Regions from separate parts of the Rattus norvegicus genome. Here region 1 is linked to region 2. The links are chromatin contacts, called in public Hi-C maps. All regions are on one chromosome and are shown on one strand. Each heading gives the region's core, a stretch centred on a gene start, on an enhancer-like site or on the middle of the called end of the contact. The rest is flanking DNA. Distances are from core to core; before and after follow the strand shown.

Region 1 (2,700 bases), core at 173-2,672, 66 kb after region 2:
ATTCACTTGCTTTTGACAAATGTGGAGGCTTAACAAACTCCTTTTTATTGTCAGTTTCTGCTTTGTTGTCTTTGACAAATAGCTGAGGGATCTGCAGACTTTATGGAAGACAGGAAAATCCACGCATGCTGTTCTTCTCTTGCCCTGGTCATTATAAATGAGCACAGCATGGCTAATACCTACTGATGGCTAAACACTGTTCTAAACACTTCATGTATTTACCACTAATCCATAACCATCCTGGACAGGCCTTGCTATTGCAGGTAGGAAAGAAAGAGCTGGCTCAAGCCACATGCCAGCCAAGAAATGTTAGCTTGCCTAAGGCCACACATAGGAAGCCCAGAGCTAGAATTCAAATACAGCTCAACTGTAGGTCAGTGCTCTTTCTGCTCCAACGCGCTGTAGAAGCTTCTAGAGAAGATGCCCTCCACCTTTTTTTTTTTTTTTTTGCACAAATGAAGGTTAAGAAGCACATTCTAGTGTCACGGAGTCATGTTGGCAGTGCCTGAACAGACAGACAGACCTTGGGAGACACAGATAGAACTGCTATAGTTCCCTCGGCTCCCTGCCATTCCCCACACACAGCAACTCCCCAAACCCTGCAAAGCAGACATTTAGGGAGACACGAATTGCAAATACATTTTATAGAAACTTACATAATGTTAAAGGCAACCGTCATTATCCACATCAAAGAATGTAAAAGATAGTGAGGAAGGGAAGACCTCCCCTCCTCCAACCATCTCCCAGGTTTTTTGGCCCTGCCCTCCCATGAGAACTAGATGGGAATTGTATACGTTCTGAACATAGTGTCATATTGGGGATGCATTTCAAGCTAAAGCATTGTGTACGACTTGTAAAAAAAAACAAGGAGTTGCTGTATCACAATGCTGCACAATTCGCTCAGACATCGAGTCCCTAAAGCTGTGTAGACTGGCTTCGATATCGACATACGAACTATCGTATTATCTTCTGAGCAGTTCTCTGACTCGGGTCTTGGGTCCCAGCTGCTACAGTAGCAGGCAGCTGGAAATCAGTTTCCCCACACTCCATTTCCTGGTGGATATCATCAGCCTCATTGTTACAGAGAAAAGCATGGCTGGGCATGGTATGTGGTCCCAGTACTTAGGAGGTAGAGGCACGAGGGTTGCGAGTTCAAAACCAGCTTGGGAGAGAGGGCAGAGTAGAGGACGAGGAAAGAAAAGAAACAAAAGTGTTACAATAGGGGTTGGGGATTTAGCTCAGTGGTAGAGCACTTGCCTAGCAAGCACAAGGCCCTGGGTTCGGTCCCTAGCTCCGAAAAAAAAGGAAAGAAAAAAAAAGTGTTACAATAACCTCCTGACCCTTGTACTCACACAGAACATAGCGATCACCAAGTAAGAAAACAACAAGCGGCTTTCCAAACTGCAGTGCAAATAGCTTTTCATTCTGTTTCGTTTGGTCGGTTCACATTTTGGAGAGTCTCCCTGTTTAGCCTAGACTAGCCTCAGAGTCATGATCCTTTTACCTCAGGTTCCCAAATGCTGGGATTACAGGTGTGCAGCACCATGCCCAGCTGTACACTTAGCTTTTTAGGTCCCAAATTATCCCACAGCAGTTCTGCTTTTAAAAGAAAATGCCTAAAGAAGACAGAGAAATTACTAGCAGTGACATTAAAGGTGTCAGTGGGGGCAGGGATGAGGGATCCTTTTCCTAAACCTCTTCTGCATAAAGATTCTGGAGAGCCAGCTCAGTGGTTAAAGCACTGGCTGCTCTTCAGAAGACCTGGGTTCAATTCCCACCACCCACATGGCAACTCACAACTGTCTGCAACTCCAGTTCCAAGGGATCCAACATCTGTCCTTGGCAGGCACCAGGGCATAAGTGGTGCACAGGCACTTATACGGGCAAAACACCCATACACATTAAAAAATTAAATAAAAAGGATTCTGGACATCTGATGGTTTTCTTACCCCCATCCCTCACTTCTCTTCTTGAAACACAGTTTAGAAAGGTCTGAGGGTCTGTTCTTCATGTTAAAAAATGACAAGTTGCTGGCTGGTAAGATGTCATAGTGAGTAAAGGTGGATGGGTACCCATATCCCACATGACAGAGGAAGAAAAAACTCCTTCAAGTTGTCCATTGACTTCCACATGCACTTTGGGGCACTTGTGTACACAAACACACATAGAGTCACATACCACACTCACACACAGACATATACACAGACACACATACATGAACAGACATACATATTATAAACACACACACACTCACACACACTAATACACACAGACACACACACAGATACATACATACACACACTTGCACACACACACACACAAATACTTGAGATTTTTAAAAGAAAAATTTAAAATGACACATATTGAACTTGAGAGGAACTGAGTGTTTGAAGTCTAAGCTGAGAAGCCATGCAGGAGTTCCAGGTTTTGACACAGGTCAGATCTGACGTGACAGGGTGGACTCGTGCCTTGGCCCTCTTCACTTAACCTTAGTCCTCGTAAGATTCTGCTAATCCCTCTCTCCCTCAGGTGTGAGGTGGGCACAGACACCTGGTCTCAGTGCAACGACACGCCTGTGAAGTTTGCTCGGTTTCCAGTCACTGGTTTGATAGAAGGTCGTTCCTACATATTCCGAGTCCGTGCTGTGAATAAAACTGGAATAGGCTTGCCATCTCGAGTTTCTGAGCCCGTGGCTGCTCT
Region 2 (2,700 bases), core at 105-2,604:
CCCATTTCAAAACCTCACAGTGTGGTAGCATCTAGGTATGGCTTGCTTTGAAATCCAGATCAAATCAATGCACTTTTTTACAAGACGAGATGGGGGAGGGCGATAAACTCAGTTTTTTAAAGTGTATTTTCAAGCTGTTATTTCAGTTTCAAGGAAAACCACGTTTTTACTTCTTAGGCACACTTCCGGTTGAGAGTCAGCTTGGATTTTCCTAGACAGCCACACCCAAGAGTTCTGAGCACCTTTAAAAAAGTCATTAGTTGCCAGGATTGACTAATGAACCACGCTTCACTTTTGAAGACAAAAAATGCTTTTCTAATTAATCCTCATCAAAAGCCATCCAGAAAAAAGAAAATACCAGCAACTTTAGTGGAGATTCACTTTCGTCACCCTTTGACACAAGTTTTGCACTAAAGAAGTTAAAATCTTAAAAGATCCCTAAAGATCTTATATATTTACATCCCTACTGACTCTTAATATCAGGCAAACAAAACTTCAATCTCCTCTCTGTTCAAATAGCACTTTTAAAAGTTCTACTTAGAGGGGCGCGCGCTGAGCTGCAAAGACAGGGCCGAGGGCGGCTGTGCTACGGTTTTATCCACAACTCTCTCGGTTCCCGCAAGTTTACGTTAGCAACTCAACAGAGCTCCGGAGTCAGCTCTGTGGGGCTCTGGTTTCGCGGGCAGGCAATGGTCCAAGGCGCACCGCGCTGGCGAGCTAAGCAACATTTCCCAAGATCCAAGTTTGGGAAGCAGAGCGACGTCTGCGCCCGGGCTGCCCCGGCTCCCCGGCCCGTTGCTCCACGCCCCGCTCTCCCCGGGCTCGCGGAGACACACCTGCCCAGGTGCGCTCCCCAGCCGCGGCTCCCGGCGGCCCCCACGTTCACCGCCGCCCGGCGAGGACACCTCCTGGGGCCGGGCCACGCCCGCTCGGCGGCCAGCACCACTCACCCTGCTCAGCCGCGAGAACCAAGAGTGAGCGTCTCTGCGAAGCTTTGCCGCCGCCCTCACAAACTTTCTAACTTTCCAGCCGCCCAAGAACGGCCACTTCCGGCCTCCGCTCGCAAACCGGAAGGAAGCCTGGCGGCCATTCTCCGCCGCCTCTATGGGCCAGCCCTGACGGGAGGGGGACCTCAGGGAAGGTGTCAGAGCAGATGGCGGGCTCAGGGCGCCGATGAGAAGTACCGAACGGGGAGTTTAGGGCTGAAATGGACGTGTGGAGGACCTCTCGGTCTAATTACTGACTCTTCGTCTTTCTCGCGTCTCCGTTTGAACTGTGATTCTGCTTCCTCCCCCCTCTTCGGCAGATGGTTGCGCCTGTCCTGGAGCTCTCCTCTGCCCGCATTCCAGAGCGTGGAGATAGGCGGGGAACCCCGTCTAAGTCCATTTAGGGAAATTGAGGAGAGAAGTGCCGCGGGTCTCACGTGACTAGCCTTGGCCCCGCTCCCCAGCCCGGCGCCCCCGCTCGGCTGGAGTGCGCCTGCGCGGGAAACTAGTGTGAATCAGCCTGTGGGTCAGCGCCTCAGTGTCTGGGCGGCGCGGAAGGGAGTGTGCGAGCAACTCGAAAAGTATGAAAAGGAATTTTAAAATAGCTCCTCACTTTTCCCACGCGGGACGGAATACTAAAGTTTCAGGGCCGCGCTGCCTCTTTGGCCCACATAGAGTTCATGAATTCAGTTTTGATTGTTCCGCTCCCTCTTGCAAAACGTTCTCTGGAACTTTCTTCCAGAGTCCCCTTTTACCCTGATGGTGACTCCTGCCTGCCCCACCTACCGCTCCAGGGTGAATGATGTAATTGGAATAAAGTGCTGGACCTATTTACTCGCCGGGTCTTCTTGCGTGGCTCAGCTGCTAACAATAGTTCCTCTTTAAAGGAAGAGGGGTCACAATCCTGGCGAGACAATAAGGATATGTGTTAAATATCCCTAAGATCAGTTGTTTCCTTCAAGAAGCATTCGTCTCATTAATTAGTGATGCGGTTTAAAGTTAATTCAGAGGCAAGGCCAATGAGAGAAAAAAATACCGTAATCCTATAGATGGCAGAAACAAAGTTTCCCTCCCTTCTTTGATATTCACTTGGAGTGGTAACTAAAAATACAAGTAACTAAGTACTTCACCTCCAGCTCCCTAAGCTAAGGTCTTTAAGAGAGGGTTCTGGGTTGTCAAGGACTTAAGAAGCCCAACATGACTTCTAGGGAAGATTGGGGATACAGCCGTGACAGTACAAACTCAGAGGTCTGAGCAGTCAGAAACAGAGGTGGCTTCTGAGGCAATGAGGCTTCTGCAGTGCATGCACCTCCACAAGGATATGGTCTGCCCTACTGGAAAGCTCCCTGTCCGGAAGGGGAACACCAAACCGCATTCTGTGGACGAGGAAATGAGCAGCTTCTGTTCCGTCTCAGGTCTCAGCTGGAAAACAGTATCTTGTCGCTTTCCTAGGAGTTGCCGATGTATCCTTACCAAATTAATCAATAGGTTTTAAACTGGTAAGTACTGTGGAGGGGCTATGGTTTGCTCGACATAAATGAACAGTTGTTTCCTCGGGATTGGGTTGTGGGTTGAAAGAGAAAGGGCAGAGAATTACAGGGAACAAAAATGAATAGATTACAGAAGAGCAAATAAACCTACCTGGAAGCTAGGAAGATGTTACAGAGGCAGATTGCCCTGATTCTAGGGGTTAATAGAGGGAGGGAGGGAGAGA

The links. Hi-C and Micro-C count contacts between places; a contact is called where the count stands out from the background.
Region 1: a contact with region 2 is called in a Hi-C map of liver, with 5 times the contacts expected there. The contact joins the enhancer-like site here to the promoter of LOC102555687 in region 2. A contact is called at or near these places in 4 of 12 Hi-C or Micro-C datasets (the A7r5 cell line, Schwann cells, kidney and 1 more).

What each region holds. Positions count from the first base shown.
Region 1 is chr9:118,410,754-118,413,453 of GRCr8, forward strand. Myom1 (myomesin 1) reads left to right here. Exons shown (of 37, transcript NM_001191584.1): 11 at 2,530-2,700. Among named protein-coding and RNA genes, the nearest start is that of Myom1, 45 kb to the left of the region's middle. Within about 2 kb of position 1,423, at least 1 of the 93 cell types and tissues checked has an H3K27ac peak or open chromatin away from gene starts, as enhancers often do. A contact at or near this core is called in liver, where this site is marked.
Region 2 is chr9:118,345,216-118,347,915 of GRCr8, forward strand. LOC102555687 reads left to right here and starts at 1,355. Exons shown (of 5, transcript XR_357340.5): 1 at 1,355-1,567; 2 at 2,402-2,485. Myl12a (myosin light chain 12A) reads right to left here and starts at 1,062. Exons shown (of 4, transcript NM_001135017.1): 1 at 951-1,062.